Linked DNA regions of Rattus norvegicus: region 1 is linked to region 2. A link is a contact called in public Hi-C data. All regions are on one chromosome and are shown on one strand. Each heading gives the region's core, a stretch centred on a gene start, on an enhancer-like site or on the middle of the called end of the contact. The rest is flanking DNA. Distances are from core to core; before and after follow the strand shown. Region 1 overlaps Ppm1h (protein phosphatase, Mg2+/Mn2+ dependent, 1H). Region 2 has its middle 12 kb from the start of Rxylt1.

Region 1 (6,855 bases), core at 1,872-4,371, 670 kb before region 2:
TTTGGGAAAACAGCGGCTGAGTGGTGACTCCTATTCCCTACACTCCTATTCCCTATTCACCCACTGCTGAGGCAGAGTGAGAGAGAAGGTAGGTTGGGTAAAAACTGTGAGAGGGAGAAACGGTACCCGGGATGCCCAGACAGTGCTGAGGTCTTGGGTATTTTTGTGAGTCCTAAAGTCTCAGAATTGAAGTTAGCTGCTTCCTGTGGCCTCCTCAGGAAAAGGCGGAGGGGGAAGGGGGGAGGAGGGAGGGGGGAGGGGGAAGTGGGGGAGAACATCTAATCATCCAGCATTGGACCACAGCGGCTGTGTTCCAGGTGTTAGGAGTAGGGACAGAACAAGCAATAGCTTCCCAAGCTGAGGAGGGCACAGACTGGGGCAGCAACTGCTTAAAAGAACACGGAAAAAGATGGCTTCCGCTGCCTATGCCTGCAGCCCTTGCATGCAGGAGCGTGATACAGAAGGCTGACTAGGGCTATTACTAAGACCCTATATAAAAACGGTAAATAAAGAGGTGGTTTAAAAGGCCATACAGGAGGGAGAGACTAACGTCGAGGACCAGAGCCAGGTTGAGGAGCTGAGGAGCCATGGTAAGGTACGTATGGGGGCTGTGGTGTGTGTGAGGCTGTGGTATGTGTGGGGGTCTTGGGGTGTGTGAGGGCTGTGGGAGTTTAAGAAAACCAAGAAGCCTTTTCGGGAGAAGACAGCAACTTCAAGGGCTACAGAGGGGCCGAGCATGAGCGCTGTTCAGTGGGCTACACTGCCTTTTAGCATTTACTTCCTTAAATGCTCTATAAACTGTTTCCTTAAGGAGTGCTAGGAAGATTAAATTCGGGGTGGGGGTTGAGGTCAGGTCTCAGCCACAGTCACAGGATCCTTACCACAGCCTGGAAATGTCACCATTGAGAGCAGTGGCCATTCTTGTCCCCTTCAGACCCTTGGCCTCTGTATCAGGGCCAGTTAAACATCGCTTTAGTAGTGTCTATGAATGGACCTATAAAGGAATGGACTTAACAAAAAAAGTCTGGATTTCTAAACCAACATCTCACCCACCACCTTACCCATGAGAGGAGAAACAGAGGCTCCTTCTCACAAATACCACATTTACCAAGCAGATGCACATCGAGATACTAAGAACCCTGGCTGCAGCTGACTGCCAGTGCTCTAGAGAGAAGCCTATGACATCATGTGCCAAGGATGGTAGGAAACTCAAGGTGAAGGGTAGGAGGGGCGTGTGGCTCTGTGGGGAAGTCTCTCAAGGAAGAGAGAGGAAAACACCAAGAGATCTGGGTTTTTCTGTTCAGTGTCTAGAATATAAAGAATCCCTCTGTGGGAAGATTTGTTCATTTTTTTTACATCAAAAGTTAAAAAGTTTGATGTATATATATTTAAAATATAATAAATATATAAAGTAGTAAACCCAAGTCCAGATCCACCATCACTATTTTTCGTATATTAAAAGGCACAGTTCAAGCTATGGAAAATTTTCCTTCTTACTTGCAATCAATATCCGTTGACTATGTAAGTCTGAATGAAGGGCACTATTTATTAAAGATTCTTGAAGCATCCAAGTGTTTGCATGCTGCATATGGATTGGAATCTGGATGGCGTTTGACAGGCTTAAGTGAATTATTAGTGCAATCCGAAAGAGGAAAAAGAAAACCCTACACAAAGAGTCCACGTTAAAGGGCTGTTCGTGGTAAAGAATTCTCTAGGGATCGAAGCAAATAAGCTTATTCTGGGTCACAAGTGGGAACGCTATTTATCATGTAAGAATGATTTTAAAAATGACTTAATCCTTGGGAGGGATCAAGACAGTGTTCAACAATAAGATGTTCTGTTACAGCAGTGGAGTTCATATTTACTTTTAATGCTGGGGAACATTCTGGTTACTTTATTCAGCTTGTACCTTAAGATAAATTAACAGTATGGTTCTGCGTGTGTGTGTGTGTCTGTGTGTGTGTAGACAGACAGACAGACAGACACACTTTATTCAATTTGCTCCTGCCTTTCCTATATTTCAACTGTATATTATTTCTCTACCTCTCCCTGAATAAGCAATGTTACTTTCTTACGGAGAATGGATTCGAGACTAGCTACTTTTGAATCCAAGCAACCCTGCTTCCTCCCACATGCATGGTCTGACCAGCCCCTCCCCCACACCTGTGAGGGAGGCACACGTGCACACACAGTACTTAGAAGTGTGTTCTCTGCCAGCACTGTCGCTGGGATGTTTCTGCAGACTTCATCCCCTGAAGAATTCACTGACATTAACACACACTCTTCCATTTCTTCTAAAACTGTGTGCAACTAGAACAGATTCTAAAAATAATTGCTTCTCTCCCCTCCTCCCTGGAAGCCAAAATAGCACATTTTATTTTTTTTTCCTACCCACACCACCTACTCCTCTCTAGAAGATTCAGAAAATCTTTGTACTAAAAGGAACATTAAAGGACCATCTGGGTGGCTCTTTTACTATGAGATTAAACACGATAAATGCAGTCAATAAAGATATATTTACTGTGGAATGAACCACTTTTCCCTTTCCTCAGTCTTTCAAATCGGGCTAAGCTTTTTGCACTTTTACAAAAAATAAAAAAATAAAAAAAATCACACTGTCTATTTTTTAAGCCCTTGAGTTTTCAGTATCTTTTTCACAAGCTAACGTGATCAGGAGAAAAGCTGCCTACTGCTGTGTGCTGAACAGGAGCTCCAGGACTTCTCTCCATTTTAGTTGCCGGTGGATTCCAAGACATACAGCTAGAATGAGGAGCTAGCAAACATCTACCTACTAATTCCTTCCAAGTGTGGTCTACATGGGAAGGGACCAGAGAACTGAGTCTCTGACTGCTCAGTCCGGGGTCCCAATGCCCAGTGGAGGCAACGTGTTACTGAGAGGAGCTGAGTTATTCTGTTGCAACGGCTTAGACAATATGTTAGGGCGAGGCTCGTCTCTGAGTCAAAGAAAAGAGCCAATTCTTACGCTGCCTGCTTTTATTTGCTGTTTTTGTTGTTGTTGTTGTGGCAAGGGGTGGGGGCAGAGAGTGTGTGTAATGTGAGGCTCACTCAACAGGAAAGAGCTGCAAGAAAGAAAAAAAAAGCATATTTATCATCCGGAATGGCTGTAATTTGATTTGAAAGTCTCAGAGATGACGTGACTCCAGGCTCAGCCTTTGTTGCTCACCAGTTCCAGGTTGTGAAAAGAAAGCGCTGCGGGTCAGCAGAAGAAAGCCAGCGCCAGGCAGTTTTAATATACCTGGCAGCTCCCCCTGGCTGGGTTATAATATGGCTCTGAGCATGCTGCTAATAGTGTCAGTCACAAATAATAAGCTTCTGCATGGTTTCAGTATCCGGGTCTCATCCTGGCTTATTCTGAGAACAAGGCCATCTGCCAGCTAGGCAATGAGTTTCAAAGAGAAGAAGGAAAAACAGAAAAACGGGACTGTCCAATATCGCCACCTGCTGACTGCTGTGGAATTACAGGCCCATCCCTTCCTAGAAGAACTTCCAGCTGCAAACAAAGACTAAGCTTAAATAAAGAAGTTTAAACTTACCGTGAGTAGGCTGATTGAAATTCTAGACTTTATAAATTAGCAATTACCTTTGCATTCATTCTTATGATTGTATAATGTCGTTATATACTGCCCACACTTTCCAGTACTAGAAAATATGTAGTAGCCTTACAAGTTAAAACATTGTTACTTTGGGGGCTGACTAAACAACTCAGTAGTTAAGAGCACTGACTGCTCTTCCAGTGGGCCGGTGTTTGATTTCCTCAATCCACGTGGTGTTTTCCAACCATCTATAACTTGAGTTTCCAAGGGGGATCTGACACTTTTTTTTTTTTTTTTGGATATTGCACACATGTGGTACACAGACGTACATGTAGACAAAACACCCATATAGATAAAACAAAAATAAATCCCATGAAAGCTATTTTCTCCCTTATTAAAAAAATTACTAGGACATTCTCAGTTGCAAAGAACTTGCATGCATCATGTTACTGGGAAAACTGGGGTTCCCTTCGGGGTTCTCAATAGAAGAATTTTGAAATAGAGTCAGAAGAAGGAAGCCTCTGGACAATTTGTTTGTAGGCTCTGAGAGGAAAAACAGGAAGCCAGGCAAGCTGTAATCTTGGCAGTCGAGGAAGCAGGAGAGAGAAATCTGTGCCTTTTGAGGTAGGGTCCAAGAAGGCTGGCATGTTCAGCATCGGAGGCTGGCAGAAGAGGGAGGTCTTCAGAGAAAAGTGAGGAAGCTCAGAGTATCAGGGTTAGGCTTGAAAAATAGTTAGGCCTGAGGAAGAAGGAAATGGAAGGGTAGGAGCTCACAGGGTGGAAGCTCCACAAGGCCCTGCACTGAGGGAAGGGCTTCTGTTAAGTACAGTATTTTTTAAAGGCTTCCATAGCTTTAGCATGCCCTCAGGTGAACCATGTGTCCCGTGAGGCAGGTGTTTGGCACCACAAGCTAGGTTAATTCTTGGGGAAGGAGAAAATGGGTGCAGTGTTCTGAAGTTTGGGCAGATGGCCACTCAAGGCCAGAGGTGGATTCCATTCTTTGGGCTAAGAGGAAGTAGCTTAATGGTCTCAACAGAACACTGGCACTCCCATCTGATAAGTTCAAATACTACAGGGGCCAGTTTAGATTCCTCCCTCTCTAGGGCTACCAGGGAAATGACAGGTGAGGTCCAAAATCGGCCACAGGGAGGGGCCCATCCTCAATGGCTTCTAAGCTCAAGAAGATCTGCCTGGCTACCTACCTAACAATACTGAAAGGAAGTCAGTGAGCATTCGGAGAGTCTCTCAGCTTTCTCCTGAGCTTAAATCTTGTAGGTGGTAAGCTCAAAGGCTTGTCTGGCTTTGTTCCCAATCTTTGACAGCCACTCTAGTGATGGAATTAACTTCTTCTATGACTCTGAAGTGTTGTCTATTCAACCCAAACATTCTTTGTAGAGGGTTGTGCAGGGTGTGTGAGAGTAGGGATGGGGGTGGTTGGAACTAGGACTCAGAATGGTTATCTCATTCACACCTGTCACCCTGGGCCAGGAAACAATCAAGCTGCTGACCTAAGCACTGTTAGAAGGCGGACTTGAACCCACAAAATTGGAGATAAGGAAATTGGTTGCATTTAGCATTTCAAAAACAAACAAACAAACAAACAAACAAACAAAACAAAACAAGAAATTCCTCCAAGCTTTGCTTTGAGACAGAGAATCCCTAAATCATCTATTAGCAGGAGAACCAGGGAAGAAAACGGATTTACGGATTTTATATGAGGTGACAGTAACCTTTCAGCTATTATTTTGAGGCTACTGAAACAATTTCTATGCTGTCAATTCTGAAGATCACCCCATGCAATCAGTGGCTAAATTTTGGAGATTCTCCTTTCAAGAGACCACAGTCAGTTTTCTGTAGTGGAAACAGGAATTGGCCTTCTCAGTAGGAAGTCAGATCTAAGACATGACATGACAAAGGGGCTGTCGAGCTAAACCTGTCCCTAAGAGCTTGCATGGTGAGTGGTCAGAGCTAGAAATCATGCTAGTGGTCAGAGGTCACCACCTCTCTACACCTCTCACACTGTTCAGGCAACTTGAGCAAAGGAACTGTTTCAGAGAAGTTCAGAGTGCTTGTTCAAATCATGCCTTTTTTTCTTCTGTTGGTCTAAATTTTGTAAAAACTACCCATGTGCCTTAGAGATGGGTGGTCCTTTTTTTCTGGCTAGGGATTTCCAAATACATTTTGGAGTGCTATCATCATTTTATTACTGGCTTTGACATCATTTAGAACATCACAGTAATGTAACTGGGATATGGCACAATATTACAGTGATCAGTAGCTTTTAAGGCCACAGAGGAATGGGCACCACCTTCCTTCTCCCTGGAGAAGAGTAGGAAAGGAAACTATCCAACTGCTCTGTTCTTTCTTACACCTCCTGGTCAAAAGGGTGGAATCTACCTCTGGCTCTGGGTAGAGACACAGTGGTCCACTCTGCTTCAAAGATGAGAACATTATATACTTCTCTCTATTTCTTCAGGAGCAAGTCTAGCCGGGCCTGTCAATCATCTGGACAGGAGCCCAACCCAGGAAATCCAAGTCCTATGCTAAGGTGATGGGAAGAAAATTGTCCCTCTCATTAGATAATGCATTTACTATTCCCAGGAGTCCCCACTTGTCTGGGCAGCCTCAGTACTTCCCCTACAGAGGGAACTGTTCAACTTGCCTGCTCTCCTGAGTTTCAACTCAGAAGTCCAACTCTCATTTCTCTCCCTCCCATTTGCATTTCACTCATTGAATAACTGACCATTTCTATTTTCTTCTATTACCATTCAGGTCCGACAAAAAGTTGTTTCTTAGCAAATGTTTATTGACTGGGCAGATTACATAAAAATGACATATCCTAGGTATCTATTCACACACACACACACACACACACACACACACACACACACACACACACACACTTTCACAAGAAAATTTCAGGCAGTTAACTAATGTTGAAAACTTTGAAGGCTTGGGCTCCTTTTTGGGTATTTATCTGAATAAACTTCCCATTAGAAGTGCAGCTGGTCCTGGAAGGTCTTCATCAATGCGACACTGGCCTCTAGTGGACGGACTGGAGAATACAGCAGTTCCGAGCAAAAGAAGTTTGGCAGCCCCCAGCAGCCACTGACAGAAATTAAAGTCTTGAAGTCACTCATCCCCATTCCCATTTTTCGATCTCTTCTCTCACTACAGGGAGAGGTCACTGTCAAGTCATTGCCATCACTGGCATCCAGACATACCTGCCAACATCTTATCTTCTACACCAGCCAGGGGCAAGTGTTTTACACCAAGGTTCCATAGGAGTAAACTTTTCTAC
Region 2 (6,676 bases), core at 4,004-6,503:
TGACTCCACTTCCTGAAAGTTCCAGACAGCACTAATACCTGGAATCCGAGTGTTAAAATACACGAGCCTGCAGGGACATTTCTCACCACCACAGGCAGTTTGTGTGTCCCGCATGGAGCCCCAGCCGACATTCTGAAAGAACCCAGTGTTACTTTTATCTTTCCCAGCTTCAATTCTGCTACACTGTCAGGAAGCTTCCAAATGCTTCCTTCCCTTCCAAGAATGCTCTGTTTTCCTCATCTCCTGAGTTTTCTCACACCTTTTCTTCCCGGATCCCCCTCCATCAGAATCACTCCTATAATCCCCAAATCTCCCTTTGCAACTCCTTCTCTATAGATCCAATATAAACACTTTATAGTTTTCAATTTGGGGCAAAAGTAAAATGCAGTCATAAAATAAGAATCCAGCAAGTTTTCTCTCACAAACACACAATCCTGCCAAGACTTCATAAATCGTAAGTTCATAAATCATTTCCAGATTTCCTTTTGCCCAGGTTTCTTTTTTTAATATCTACTTTACTTCTGATTATATATATGGAGAACGTGCATGTGAAAGCAGAGGTGACAGGTCCCCTGTAACTACAGCTATAGACAACTGTGGGCTTCCCAAAGAGGGTGCTAAGAATCCAATTCAGATGCTCTGCAAGAGTACATGTGTTCTTAGCCATTGAGCTATATTTTCAGACCCCATTTCCCAATTTTTGTAAAATCAAAATGTAATTGAAGATCTTTTTTTCCCAGGGCTTTATAAAGATTTCAGTATCTATTTAATGCCTCCTGTTTCTGTTCAAATAAATTTCTACATCCTCAAGCTCAAACATATAAATAGATGTAGGGAAAGTTACATTACCCTTGGGACATGGACGTTTTTAATCAAGAAAAGCCAGTTTAGACAAAACACGGACATGCTGCAAGTCTTCAGGGTTTTATGCAATGCTGCACTTGAGCACCTACTGACTTGAGTTAGAACATAAACCAGAACCTATAGTCAGAACTGATATTTGAAGGCATAAAAGTACAGATTTTGACATTATCCTGTTCAGTAAGCAGAGGCAAGGAATATGAGTGATCTGAGAAAATTATACTATTTTAGTAAAGGCAAACAACATAAAAATACTGTAATTCTCAAACTACTGGGGTAGCCAAGGATTCCACAGGAAGTCTAGAACCATGGTCCCTTCTGTCTCCTCCCTAGGCTGACTTCACTCTGGACGTGGGAGTGCCAATGAACTTCAATGCAGGTATCCCTGTAGGAAAGTAATCTTAATACAATGTTTTTCTAAAGTCTGTCACATGTGATATTTTTTAAAGTATCACCTAAAGTTTGAAAATCTAATGTTTTTGTAAAATAGCTCAAGTTTTTCTAAGGTTTTTGGTGCTTAGGGTTTAAGCATGAATGGGATGGTGGCCTGGCAAGAAACAGAAGTAGATACAAAGTTGCCACTCAATGTCTCTATCTTTCACACTGATACACAGCCCAAACAAAATCCCTCAAGACCCCACACTCCTAATGCAAAGCCGAAGGCTGTCAAATGTCCTGCTAAAAAAGTAGCACAAGCATGCACTGCATGATGAACAGCCCTTTTCTCCTGTGATGAACTCTGAGGTATTAACGACGCTCCCCGCCTGTCTCAGTGATGTCCCTCTGCTGCAGTTCATAGCATCAGCTCCCAGGGCCACAAGACATCAGCTATTCCTTAAATGGAACAGGCTTCCGGTATAAGAGGCAAAGCCAGCCATTCCTTGTGCAGCTGAAACCCTACCAGTTTCAGCAACACTGACCTCACCCAACTGTCTACAGACGATGAGCGGAATAGTTTGTTGACAGAGGTTAAAAGTACGTACATTAGCCAGATTTCAGGCTCTCCTCTGGATTGGACTTGTGGTTTGATAGCAGTTATAAAGCAGACCACATAACAAAGTGACTTTTTCTGTCATTTGTTTTAATTCCAGGCTATCCAAGTTCAGTTATTTTGTGGGGCTTAACAACTATAATTAGCTTACTTGTTTATATTTCTCAAAGACTTCTGCTGACATTCAAAGTTTATAATTTCATAAGTAAGGCGGAATAGTGGACTGTGTCTGGCTTCTCCTTTCTTCCACTCCATGTGACACAGTCCTATTATTTCTGACATGATACTGAGAGGATATTTCAAACTACAGAAAACATCCCAACCCAAAAGCACTCAGAGCACAATACCCAGTGCATAGTGGTTACATAAGAAATCTTTTCATACAATTGATTGATTAAGTAGATGAACTCTTTGTAGCATATAACAGAACAGAAAATAGTTCATTTTTGCCTTTTACTCAGGATCAGTGCCTCAAGCATTACATTCTGGTCTTGTCTCAGTGCCACATTTTTAATTGTTTAATCAATCTTCTTATTCACAAAGAATTTATATACCAAATTTTTATCCTTAAACACTGACAAGTTTGAACAAATGTACATACCCAAGGACAACTCTTCAGCCTTACAAATATGTGTGTACATGTGTGCATGTGTGCATGTATGTGTGCATCTTTGTGTGCATGTGTGTGTGCATGCGTGCGTGTGTGCATGTATGTGCGCATCTTTGTGTGTATGTGTGTGTGCATGTGTGCATGTATGTGCACATGTATGTGTGCATCTTTGTGTGTATGTGTATGTGCATGTGCATGCATGTATATGTGCATTTTTGTGTGTATGTGTATGTGTGTGCATGTGTGTGCATGTGTGCATGTATGTGGGCATGTGCTCGTGTGTGTGCATATGTGCATGTGTGCATGTATGTGTTCATGTGTGTATTGTTATATTTGTGGATGGGGAAGCTGAGCATAGCTCTGAATATGACTTCAAATCTGGGATATTGTTTTTGCCATGGGGTTCTGCTGGCTTGAAAACCAATATGGGGGCTGGGCAGATGGGTCAGTGATTAAGAGCACTTGCTGCTCTTGCAAAGGACCTGAGCTCAAATCCCAAATTTAAATTCCACATCTGGCAGCACACAACCACCAGCAACTCCCATTCCAGGGGATCCTCTGCCCTCTTCTGACTGCCACCAGTACCCACCCACAACCCACATACAGACACATGCATACAATTTAAAAATAACTTTAAGATCAGTGTAAATGCATGGAATCATCTCCACAATTGGAATACTGAAGGCCTCCATTACCTCAAAAGCTTCCTCCAGCTGCCCTTGGCTCTCGGGCCCTTCCCAGACTGTGGCCCTGGCAGCAGGGGGGTCTGTTCTCTGTCCTCATCAATAATGTCATTTCAGTTCAACCACAAAGTATAACCTTCTGACCACCCCCCTTTTACTCAGTATTTTGGGATCCTTTCATGTGAATTCATCCTTTTTTATTACTATGATGTCTAATTTTGTTAGTTGAATGGCTCACAGTTTATTGTGGACATTTTAAGGCACTCGAGGTGTGACCAGTTCTTGACACCTGGGAATAATGTTGCAATAAAATAGAGATGGCATTTTGTATGAAAATCAGTTTCTCTAAAATAATGAGTTCCTGTGTTCCTGCAATTATTCTACCTCTTTATTGACACAGCATTGTCAGGATATTTTGTTTTAGTTTTGTTGTCATTTATTAGTTATTCTAGATGAGAGTCTTCTCACACACATGTGCCACATGTATGCCTCATTTGAGAAAGCAGTGTGACGGGTCCTCTTCACTGTCAACTTGACAAGATTTAGGACCATGACAACATACCTCCAGGACTCTGTCTATGAGGGTGTTTCCAGGAAAATTTAATGGAGCACAGGAGACCCACCTTGAACATGAGATGTGTCATCCCATGGGGCTGAGTTAAAAGGAGAAAGGAAACTAAGCCCCGGTAACCAGCTGTGTTTCCTCCTGACTGCAGACACACTGCAGCCAGATGCTTCACCCTTCTGCAACCCCACCTTCCCCGGCGTAGTGAACGTACCCTCAAACCACGATCCAAAATAACCCTGTGTTTTCTTAAATTGCCTCTGTCCATTATTTTCTCACAACAGTGAGGAAAACAATTTGTACAAACATCTCCAATATTTTGACCTTTATTTTCCACCAGGAACTTGTTTTCTTGCCATGGTGTATCGAGACCACACTTTACATTGTGGATACATTTGGTTGTGTATATGATTTGCAAACATTTTCTTCCTGTTATCAATTTTTTTTCAGAGATTTTGGGGTTTGGTGTCATATGTGAAACTTACTGCCCATCCCTAAGTAATGAAGATAATTTTCTATGATCTCTTTTTAAAGCTTTATAATTTTCTATTTAACCTATGGTCCATTTCAAGGTAACTTTACAGAAGTTCTGAAAATTATGACTGTTTTCCTCATGGATATTTAATTATCCATGAGGAAATTGTTTTTCCACTGATTTTTGAAGAAAAATTACCCAAATGTTGGTCTGCACATTAACACTTGGATGCTCTTTCGGACCCTTGGGCTCACTGACAGCAGTGTCGTGATCACTGTGGCTTTTTCCTCAGTCTTGGAGTGAAGTTCCATGATTCCTCTGTTTTCCTGTCCCTTATTTAGGCTGTCATCATTCTCATGATTTCCCATGTACATTTACAATCAGCTTGTCCACGTTTCTAAAGCATCGAGGTTCAACATTTATCGGTGTTTACTGAAATCTATCGGTAATTTAGAGAACAGTTGTTGATCTCAAGCACGTGCTTCCTGATGAGTATTCGTCTCCAGCCATTTAGGTCTTTCTTTTTCATTCTCATTGTATTTCAGCATACAGATTCTGTACATGCTATTTTTTAATAAAGATTTATTATTTATTATATATATAAGTACACTGTCACTGTCTTCAGACACACCAGAAGAGGGCATCAGATCCCATTACAGATGATTGTGAGCCACCATGTGGTTGCTAGGATTTGAACTCAGGACCTCTGGAAGAGCAGTCAGTGCTCTTAACCACCGAGCCATCTCTCCAGTCCCCGTGCATGCTTTGACTGGACGTAAGTCATTTCCCGCACAGTAAGATGACTTCGTTTTCTCTGCTAGGCTATAGGAGTAAGATGTGCTGCATTTCACCGTGGCTCTTCCTGAGAGGATAAAGGAATGACCTGCCCTTGTGTCACACGGTGTACAATTCAAGAAACTGGAAATATTTCCGCAGTAGTAGAAGATGTGGAAGAATAAGATAAACTATCAGCTAGGAGTGTCAAACATCTGCAGCATTTTGGTAGGGATCATGAATGAAACTTACCCTGTCCACTATGAAATTACAGAACTATTCCGGAAGTCTAGATGTTGACTAATGACTCGGGAGTTTAGTCAGAAGCCCCAAGACACTCACTTGGAAAGCAAGCTGTCATCACCAACCTTGGGACATTTCTGGGAGTTTTCATTGAAACAAACAGTTTTTTTGTCTCTTAAAGTGGCAGGCCATAAATAAATAAATGGCTGACAGAGGAAGGTGACTCCTGATCCAGCGAGCCATGAAAGTAAATTAGTGACCCAGGGGTCCCAAGATCCTACTCCCCCTCTATGTGAGAGCTTTCTGTACGCACCACAAAGATAAATAACACTTTTAGACGTCAAGGCTGGACTCCTCCAGAATCACAGGGCAGAGCTGCTGTCCCAGCTGAGTGCATTATAGCACAGCCCTATTCGCATATTAAAGGGGCAGAGATTTTTAGGGAAACGAACTGCTAGTGACAATACTCAGCTTGACCTCCGTGAGCGAACGCCAACCATATCATAGCTCAGATCCACACAAGCCCCTCCCGTCTCTGCCCTCTGCAAAGACTAGCAATACGCTTTCCATATCCAAGCTTGATTGTAAAACATCTTTGCTCTGGATTACAGGGAAGACCAAGCATATTTTGAGGCTTGGTCAAAACAAGACTAAAGAGTTTGGTTTGAACCGACAAGCGAACTGGTGTCAAAAAAAAAAAAAAAGCTGTTTTTAAACAGTAGCGAAACAACACACTGTACAGTGGGTGAATACCCTATCAGCAGAACGAATGGTGGCACACGACCTTCACGACCTTTGGCCTGTTAGTAGCATCCATGTCACTGTGGCAGGGCATCGTCAGTGTAAACATTTCCCAGAACCAGGAGCAATAGTATTTTCCTGAGTTTTAGCCAGATATAGTACATGAAAGACTCTACCCGAGCCAATCACAGTGAAGGAGGGGTAAATCGCAGGAACAGCAAGGAGGGGACGGACAAGCCTCAGCACACAGCCCATGGTGCCAACCCCGATAAATCTTTCTTTTCTCTCACTTTTTATCCCATTTGGATCCTCCAGTGAAGAGACCTGGAAACAGCTTGCTCCTAAAACATTGGCCATGTTTACACATCCTTAACAACAAACCCGGAGTTCTATTTGCAACATCCTGTTCTTAAAAACCCAAAACAAACATTACAGATTTACAGATATAGATCCACCTTTTGTAACATATTTTTAAAAGAACATTATCTTTTTTCAGAACGTATCAGAAATCTCTAGGACAAATGCAGCGTTCAGATATTTAAAAGCTTGCCTGCAGCGCCCTCTTCTGTTCATTATGGTAAAGTGCGGTTTCCCATCTGCCCTACAGAATAAGGTCTTGGCAGAACTGTTTGCAAATTTTGCAAATTTTGGACAGTTTATTTCTAGTACCTTTCTTTTTCTTGCTATATTAAGAAGGTGCAGTGTCGGGTTGGGGATTTAGCTCAGTGGTAGA

Evidence for each region. Hi-C and Micro-C count contacts between places; a contact is called where the count stands out from the background.
Region 1: a contact with region 2 is called in a Hi-C map of the Rat2 cell line, with 6 times the contacts expected there. The contact joins two enhancer-like sites. A contact is called at or near these places in 4 of 12 Hi-C or Micro-C datasets (the A7r5 cell line, the Rat2 cell line, Schwann cells and 1 more).

What each region holds. Positions count from the first base shown.
Region 1 is chr7:60,348,712-60,355,566 of GRCr8, reverse strand. All of the region lies in intron 3 of Ppm1h (protein phosphatase, Mg2+/Mn2+ dependent, 1H), which reads right to left. It overlaps LOC134479882 (a long non-coding RNA gene), which reads left to right. Exons shown (of 2, transcript XR_010053726.1): 1 at 1-595; 2 at 3,074-6,442. Among named protein-coding and RNA genes, the nearest start is that of Ppm1h, 130 kb to the right of the region's middle. Within about 2 kb of position 3,121, at least 55 of the 93 cell types and tissues checked have an H3K27ac peak or open chromatin away from gene starts, as enhancers often do.
Region 2 is chr7:59,676,823-59,683,498 of GRCr8, reverse strand. No RefSeq gene overlaps it. Among named protein-coding and RNA genes, the nearest start is that of Rxylt1, 12 kb to the right of the region's middle. Within about 2 kb of position 5,253, at least 2 of the 93 cell types and tissues checked have an H3K27ac peak or open chromatin away from gene starts, as enhancers often do.